Regions from separate parts of the Astyanax mexicanus genome. Here region 1 is linked to region 2. The links are chromatin contacts, called in public Hi-C maps. All regions are on one chromosome and are shown on one strand. The core of a region is the stretch at or near the end of the contact, and the rest is flanking DNA. Distances in the headings are between cores, read along the strand shown. Region 1 has its middle 36 kb from the start of midn. Region 2 holds the start of midn (midnolin).

Region 1 (4,533 bases), core at 2,026-4,525, 35 kb before region 2:
GGGTAACCAGATGCTGGGAAAATGACAGTTTTTTTTTATAAATTAGACAATAATCTTACAGAAAGCATGTGATGTGAACTTTCTGCTGCAGCTTTTATAAACATGGACCCACTTAACCGACACATAGAGCCACAATTTGCTTTTAAAGCTATCTATTGCTATCCATGTATGATTGCGTGAGCATGCACAAACTCATAAAACTGAAAGAAATCAGAGGAATTGTATACAATATTTTCCACACTATAAGACGCACTCCTTTAATTATTTAATTTTCCGGAAAATCAACAGTGTGTTTTATAATCCTGTGCCCTTCTTATGTATGAATTTTTTTTACCAGTGAGGTTGTAAGAAGCAATAAAGCCACTACGCTGAAGTGAAGCATTATAAATGATTTTCAATTAAATTTCTTCAGCACTAAGACTGAGCGTTAGCGGCTAATGCTAATGGTCCAGCCTTAGTGCTGGAGAAATCTGGAAATTTAAGCTTACTGTAAATAAACATAAGCACTTTACTCCCCAATAAACAGTTTTCAGGAGAGAAATCCAGCGCTCATTTGACTTTGGAAAGTTTAAAAAGAAAATGTTTTTTTAAGAATTACAGTTTTGTTTACTTAACTTAGCTTTACTTAACTTAGTCGCTTCCTACCACCACCCAGCGGTAAGACCTGCTGAATTAGAAGGGAAACATGGCGAAACACCTGTTCCTTACTAGTGACGCTTAAAATGCACCTTATAATCCGGTGTGCCTTGTGTATGTATGAAAATAGACCAGAAAATAGACATTTATTGATAGTGCGCCTTATAATTCGGGGCATTTTATAGTGCGAAAAATATGGTGCATACTGTATGCTAATAAATTCAATTACTGGGGTAAAATTGAGCTTTCTTTATTACATTCTAAATCAGATTTCTAGGCCTTGATCTAAGAAATCAGACTAAGTTTTTATATAACTGCAGAAATCTGATTGTGATAATTTTTTTATTATTTGCTAACCCAGTGTACATGCTGCCTGGTACCAAACCTGACCCTAGGCTAGTAAACATTACACCCGCTCCCCCACTGCCACCAACCCCCCCATCCCCCTTCCACATTGAAGACGACACCTACACCTGCTCTCAGCTCCCAGCCCAGCTCAGCTGTTCTTATCACAGCTGAACTGAATTCTGGGAATCTTCATCCACTTCTACACACTTCAGTTTCCAGCCCTATCTCCTGATCTTCTGCTGCAGAAGAACATCATTATGTAAATGTTCCTCCCCACGACGGGGAGCCGAGGCTGGCCAAGAATAAGAAGTGTGTGAGGAGACGGCGCCGCTCCAGCACTGGGCCGTCCTCCTCAGGCCACATTTCTGAGCGAGCGGTTTAAAGTTCATCCTCCGCTTTGTTTATTTTATGCTGCTCTCTCACTCCGTCTCTCAGAGCGCGAAATGACGTCAAGAGAGAGAGAGAGAGAGAGAGAGAGAGAGAGATTCTCAGCAGCTCCACCAGGGCTCCTGCTTTCGGTGTGTTACCATAGCAGCGGCCCCACTTCCTGCCAGTGAGAGGTTTCCTGTGTTCATTCACTTTTCTTCTGCATGTGTTCCTCAGCCGGCCTGCAGCTCTGTGGACGACGACACCATACAAGGAGCTGGGCGTTCTGGAGGTCAGCTGCGCCACTGAATGGACGGCAACGCCCGCACACATTTTTGATTTTAGGCTTCATTTTGTTTTACTTTGTACAGAACTAGTCAAAAGTGTGGACTCACTTTAAAATTCTGTGTTTTTTTTATATTTTCTACAGTGTAGATTAATACTAAAGGCATTCAAACTATGAGGAAAAACATATGGATTTTGTAGTAAACAACAAAACTGTTAAACAAACCAAAATATGTTTTATATTTTAGATTCTTCAAAGTAGCACCTCTTGTTTAGATGGCAGTTTTGCACATCTTGGCTGGATTTTATCAGGCAGCTTCATAAGGTAGTTAACTAGAATGACCTTCAGTTAACAGCTGTGCTGAACTTGTCAAGAGTTACCTTATTTTTCGTACTACACTGTAAACCCATACGTTGTTTGAAATCTCTTTTACATAAAATTGGATATTTCTAAACATTACTCAACTATTTAGAGGTATAAAAAAGCTCCCACAGATCAGGAAGAGGAAGAAAACTTGGGAGGACCAAGACTCACATCTTATTTTTAATAGTTTTGTACATTAATATATACATATATTATTTGTATATGTTATGTATATATATATTACTGTTTATTTAGTAATTAAACTTTATGAACTTTGCTCTCTTTTTGACTGTGTCACAATGACGCCAGACTTTTGAGGAAGTTGGAACCTTTTTCAGGAATTAGGAAGGTCAGAATGTCTTAGTCGACAGCAAGTGCTGTGATGAGAATGTGAACCTAAGTTTCAGAAAATCTTCAGTGCTGCTCTGGGCCCAGTGTATATGAACTAGGACGCAACAAGCTATATATATATATATATATATATATATATATATATATATATATATATATATATATATATATACGTGAAGAAACTATAATTAAATCTTAACAAAAGAAAAAAAGCACTGACAATTTAACGTACATACATGACCTGTACTTAAAAACATAATACAAAAGACAACAATTATCAGTAATACTACTATTGTAATAAAAAATAATAATGTGTTTATGTAATTTTTCAGTGTTTTTAATTGAAAGCCACAAACTCGGCATGTGCAGATCTGGGTATTTCCTTCAGACTTTGTTTTTTGGTTTTTGGGTTTAAATGTGGGGAGTTTTTGGGGCGTATGTTTAAAAGATCAGATGTATATTTTGCTCTGATATGTATTTATTTTATGGGAAATAACCTGACTGAGCATAATAAACTCATTGTTGGGTTTTACCTGCTGTTCTTTAACTTTGTTGACAACATCTACGACTACGGCGATCTCGAGACGGGTCACATGCAGAGATAACAGTGTTTTTTTTTTTGGGTCTTCTCACGCAGTTTCCTGCCTTACCCTCACATCTACTTGGCACTTTTAACTCATTTCAGATAATCACAGCTTTTATGTCTCGAGGGAAACCCCCCCAACCCCCCTCCTTCCCTCCCTCCTCTCCCCTCCCCCTCTGCTACAGCTCACAACTAATCTCTTACACCTTTTATTCTGCACTGGAGCTGCTGGTGTGAGTGTGTACATGGAGGGGGGTACCAGTAATCGAATTTATCTGCTGCAACTCGAGCCTGCCATCTTCACTGAGAGATTATCTCATCGCTCGTCTCCTTCTCAGACCGGTTTTCACTTCACCGGTGGAGGTGCTGAGGGACAGAGAGCTCCTCGCGGAGTGATCTGTTTCGTTTGTGTGGGTTTCTCTGAGTTTTCCACTTAATCAGACCTCAGAACTGTAATGCAAATTGCAAATGTGGCCTAACCACAGCTTATCTTGGGAATCACAGACCCAACCGATCACCCTTGTTCTCGCTGAACATCCTGTCAAGCTAGCAACTGGATCTATACCAGATCTGCAGGAGGTGTCTCGGTCAATTGTTGCAAAGTGAATTCACAAAGATAAAATACTGTATCTGCTCAAGAGTTTGTTCCAACTGCCCGAAAAGCCTCTGTGGCAGCTCTGAGCATCCTTACTAAGTTCAAACTGGATTCATACCAGATCCTCAGAAGGTTTTTAATGTCAATGGTGGTAAATTTAGGTCCGGAGAAGTATACAAACCTGTCCAGGCAGTTAAAATAAGGATGTTTCTTTGAATCATAAAGTTCAAATCAAGTCACAAGACTTTACGCTACAGTTGAGTTCAAGTTTTGAGATTTTAGACTAGAATCCAAGTCTAGAAGTCAAGTCACAAGTTTTTATAGGTTAAAGTCCAGGTCAAGTCAGTACTTATTAGGCTAGAATCCAAGTCTAGTCACAGGTCTTTTTTCTGGAGTCCAAGTCAAGTGATGAGTCTTTAAACTAGAGTCCAGGTCAGGTCACGAGTCTTTAGACTACAGTCCTAGTCAAGAAGTCAAGTCTTGAGTCTTTATAGGTCTTTATAAGTCCAGATCAAGTCAGTAGTATTTAGGCTAGAGTCCTAGTCAAGTCTCAAGTAATTATAGTATGCACAAAGCATCTATGGTAAGTGTAGACTACAGACTACATTGGAGCTTTACACCCCGTTATACAGCAGTTAGTTCCGACCTTACAATCTAATTGGTTGAGAAGTGTTCTAACCGTGCTGATATTTGTGATAAACAGCACGGCCATATATACACAGGAAGGTTTTGAATCATCGCCTCCACCAGCACCAGCAGTAGCATTAGCTTAGCACAGGCTAGCGCTCAGCCAAGGCACGCTCGCTCATGGCCCGCAGTGCTGGCTCCATCAGTCACCTCGGCCGCAGTCTGATAGCCGGAACGGTAACCAGCCAGGCTACGCTAAGCTAAGCTAATCCTAAACTAAAGCAAGCTACGCTAACCTAACCACAGTCCAGCCGGCTAGCTAACCAACACCACCCAGCAAAACAAGAAGAAATGCTCACAAACGCACTGCTTTCACAT
Region 2 (4,886 bases), core at 1,660-4,159:
GCAGTGCTTTGTTCTATTGGATGCATGCAGTAAATAATGGTTGGACAGCCTCAGAGAGCTTAAAGGCTAAACATGGCCCCTGTATTAACATGCCAGAAGGTTCCTTCCCTGACCTATTTACCTTTAAAACAGCAGGGGGTGGAAAATAGAACAGAAAAAAGAAGAGAGAGAGAAGACATGCACAACTACGTAGCTGAACGTATATACTCACGTCTCTTTGTGCAGCAGAGCTAGTCTCTCTTTGGGGACCTTCAGTCTCTGGGACAGTCTTCTTTTCAGCCCCTCCACAGTCTCCTCGGCCGGCAGGGAGAGCTCGAAGCGCGTTCCCGTGGTGGACTGGATTTGCAGGCTGATGGGAGGCTCTCCCGGGACGGCCTCGCAGGACGGGGCTCCGCGGCTCGGGCAGCTCCGTGCGCTTGGCTGCTGCTCCATTCGGTAGCCTGCGCGTGTAACGGGGGGAGGCGAGGCGAGAGAAAGAGAGAGGATAAGAAAGAGGGAGAGAAAGCAAGTCCGTTTGTATATGCTGGGTAGCTACCAGGGACGGTGCTTTTCTGATAACACCGTGCGTTAATGCTCCGTTCCGCCGCTCCAGTGGGACCAGAAAGCCAAGAGCGAGTTAGATAGCTAGGGCAGCATTCCCAGGAATCACCAGGAGCACGCAAATCAATCCCTGTTCCCTTTCCGAGCGTCCAAAAACAGACGATCCACGTCGATCAAACAAAGCTCGTATTTGTATTATGCCTATAAACACGATGAACGCGCGCACCCGGCGCAGACAAACAAACCGCACATCGCGCGCACCGGACTGTCCTTTACAACGCTGCTCGCTTTCGATTCGCCAGACAGAGAGCAAGAAGAGCGCAAGCTTCACACCCGGCCAGACCCCGTGCTCCTCCAGCCAGCGCGCAGCTCTCCGATCCTACAGCATCAGAATGAGCTTCTTTAACCCGCCCCCACTTTACAACACACCGCCAGCGCGTTACGACTCCACCCACACCCTCCTGCCCCGCCGACCAATCAGGTCAGAACCAGTCGAAGACGTCGGTACTTTAGGCCAATCGGAAAGAGACGTGGACACCCACGTGGAGGATATGCCCCGCCCACACCACCTTCCCCCTCCGATTTGAAGCGAGTCTTTTACCCTCATGGAGGACGAATCGCGTCAGAGTGGGAGGGGCGTGAGCGGCTTCGACACAGGCACTGACCCGCCCTCTACTGTCCTAAGACCATTCATAATGCAGAACTGCTACCATAACAAAAGGGCCTCATCAACGGGTTGTGCACTGCTGCGACCACTAACATATAGCTAGCATATCAGAAATCCATGAAGCACCTATACAGGAGTGCGTACAGAATTCCACGTAGTATTTAACAGCATCCATAGAGCTTCTATACAAGACAAAATTCATATAGACATCCATTAAGGGGGCTTATACATTATTCATACAGAATTACATACAGAACCCATGCAGCATTTACACAGCAGCCATACATGCAATAAATATTTATATATTTTTTCAACCCCTGTTCATTGCAAATGCTCAGCTACACTAAGCCACAATAAGGGTCACCTTTAATGTACTGAGAAAACGGACTGATGTATCGATGGATTGATCAATTGATTAATGGAAGCAAAACAGTAAATTATATTGCATGGCTGCTTTTTTTTCGTAGGGGTTAAAACAGATACTACACCGCCCACTAGTGGTGAACACAGGCATGTGCTGTTACTAAAGCTGTCATAAACCCAGTTTATATAGCCAGTGCATCGTTTTCTGACGTTCTGTCAAGCAGAAAACATTATAAACAACGTTTAAAGACCAATTTCGTCGTCATCTCTAAATAAAGAGTGATCAGGTGTTCATAAGTAACTTAGGTTGCATGGGCTATCCTTAGCCAAAAACACAAGCTAGTATAGCATATGACAGTGCCTGAACAGAAAGCCAGATAAGCTAGATATAACTACAAACTGTCGAGATTAACATTTAGCTGGTTAACAGCTAGTTAGTTAGCAACGGTGGTAAATTATATAACGTTAACGTTACATAGAAAAGGGTCAAATTACTATTTAACAGTTAATTTAACGTAGTTAGCTAACACTAGCTCATTTATAACAATAACGTTACACATGGGAAGGAAACCACAACACAATACCACAGCAGTAGTTAGCTAACTGTGCTAGCTAGCTTTAGTTAATAAGGATAAACAGTTCAAATTAGCTCACTAGCGTACCGGTTAGTTAACTGGCTCAAATAAAGAAGCGTTAGCACGGTTGGCTAGCTTAATAGCTAACGTTAACTAGTTAATCTAGATAACATAGCTAGCAGATAACCTAACCTGTTTTAGCTAGCGTTAGCTATTTAAATTACCTTCAATGTATTTAGTTAGTTAGCTATGAAATGTAGCTTAGCTATGATATTTAACGTTATGGCATTTTTAATAAGGTCTAATCACGTCTGTGGCAATTTCAGGTCGATAAAGTAGGTTAACTTAAATATTCTAGTTCTGGTTACGCTGGATTTTTACATTTTGGACATCAATTTGATATTGACTTCAGCAAAAAAGAAAACAGTTCTAAATTCTAGGCTCATATAATAGTATAACTTAGCTAGTAACTAGTTGAAATGTATATCCCGGTATCTAAATCAAGTAACGTTAACGTCATGATACATACCAATAATAGTGGCGAAAATCTCAAAGTTCCGCGATAAAGTTCCACAATCCTCAAAATTCCCCAGTTTTGGCATGTACTGAGTAGAAATCTGCTCTAGAACAACCAGCAATGATCCAAAGCAGCGATCCACGTTATAGTCCACAGCCTCTCAGAACCAGAGCCAGACTGCTGCTGAGGGAGCTGGGTCGACTCCTTTTTACCAGCCGTTCTGAGAGCCGGTTCGACTCTCAGTGATTTAGCCGAGCTTAACGCTGAAGCTGGAGGTAATGCAGCTCCGGCCGGGTGGGTGGGGAGTGGGTGGAGTGTCGGCGTTAGCTGCTGCGGTGTGACTGAGTGTTAAGGTGGAGAGTTCAAATAGACGATACACAATGACTGTATTAGCCTGTATTTACAATGACTTAAGGCTTTGAGTTATTAAATCAAATCAGGTCACACAAACACACAGAGACTCATACACACACACTCATACACATTTATATACAGTAATATTCAAACGTTTAGACACACAACTTCTCATTTAATGTTTTTTTTTTATTTTTGGTTTTCTAAATGGAAGATTAATATTGACAACATCAAAATTGTGAAAAATGCATATGCAATTATGAAGTGAACAAAAAATGGTTTAACAAGCCATATGTCTTCAAAAAAACACCTGTTGCATTGATGCCAACTCTTGGCATTATTCTCTTCTCTGCTTTTTATAGTAGAACCTGGAATGGTTCTCCAACTGTCCTAAAGGTGTTCCTAGAGGTGCTGAGCAGCTGTTAACTGCTTTTCCTTGACTATGTCAGGTGTTTGTGAAGGCAAGTTTTTTCTACTACCCACTTTTTTCTACTTCCACTACTGTTATATGGGTTCCATTTATACTGTCATTCCATCTCAATCACCATCAATATTGCACTATTGTCTTCCGTCTTACGTATGTTTATTGTGTCTTGTTGTATTGTACATATAGTGTCTCCCACTCTTTTAGATTATATATCTTATTTCTTTTTGCTTATATTTATATATCTATTTCTCCCCCACACTACTGCACCTTGTTTCTGTCTCATGTATGTCTATTTGTGTCCCTGCTGTATTGTACACATAGTGTCTCCCATTCTTTCTTTTATTATATCTATTATCTGTACTTGCTGTAAAATTGGGAAGGAGAGTAACTTAATTTCAATTCTCTGTATGTCCTGTACATATGCAGCATTGGCAATAAAACTACTTTACTTGACCAATTGTCTATGTGTTCTTTTGTCGTTTTTAAATCTTCAATATTATTCTACAATGTAGTAAATAATACAAACTGAACAAATATTAATAAGAATATTCTATCTTGACTGGCACTTTATATACATATAAATATGCATATGTAACGGATCGATTTCTCATGTTGGTCCCACAAATGGATGTCCCGGATTGACCCCATCAGGCTCAGTGATAGCCTGGCCCCGTCTGGGTTGTACACTGCAAATGCACATATGCTGTTTGCCTAGATGGGAACAGTGTCAGTTTAAAAGTGGGCTGTAAATAAATATATATATATATATATATATATATATACTGTCCCTGGGTGTCTATATTTTTGCACACTGGTGTCTATATTTCTATACACCACATATACAAACATACAGAAAAATACATTAAATATTTATAATGTTATAACTACACATTCACGTTAGCTTCTCTTAATGTTGTGCTTTTTGCCAATTCCACCTTAAACACGTCGCCTTGTAAAAGAAGGGACGCCTTTGGGAGGTTGGAGGCGTGGCCAGCTATGACGACACATCTGTGAGGGCCGGGATGGGAGGGGGGAGACGCTAAGCAACCAGCGCAGCAAAACACGTTGCCAGGATACGCAAAGAACAGGACGGTAAACACGAGCCTGGTTACTTACTTTTACGTACCCCGGTGACGTCACAGCGCAAACGACGCGGAGCTCAACTGTTACAACGTCAGTAGAAATTTATATCGTTTTCACTAAAAACGAGTTCAGACAAAACCACAGCTCATAGTGTTTACTAATGTTTAGGGTAACGTGGGGAGGTTTCTAAGACGTTTTGTGCAAATATTATTTGCAATAATATAACATTACTTGAAGTATGTACTTGAAAATTTAACATTAATTACTAATCAATCAATTATATAATTCAGTGTAATCAGTCTTTTAGCAGGTGTTAGATATAATCATAATTTCAAACTAGAGCAATTTCTGCAGATATTG

What was found. Hi-C and Micro-C count contacts between places; a contact is called where the count stands out from the background.
Region 1: a Hi-C map of muscle shows a contact between it and region 2, with 5 times the contacts expected there. The contact joins the enhancer-like site here to the promoter of midn in region 2. A contact is called at or near these places in 2 of 3 Hi-C or Micro-C datasets (both in muscle).

What each region holds. Positions count from the first base shown.
Region 1 is chr16:13,608,448-13,612,980 of AstMex3_surface, reverse strand. No RefSeq gene overlaps it. Among protein-coding and RNA genes, the nearest start is that of midn, 36 kb to the right of the region's middle. Within about 2 kb of position 3,275, the one cell type or tissue checked has an H3K27ac peak away from gene starts, as active enhancers do.
Region 2 is chr16:13,572,657-13,577,542 of AstMex3_surface, reverse strand. midn (midnolin) reads right to left here and starts at 2,909. Exons shown (of 8, transcript XM_007252620.4): 1 at 2,675-2,909; 2 at 212-440. The coding sequence starts at 2,747.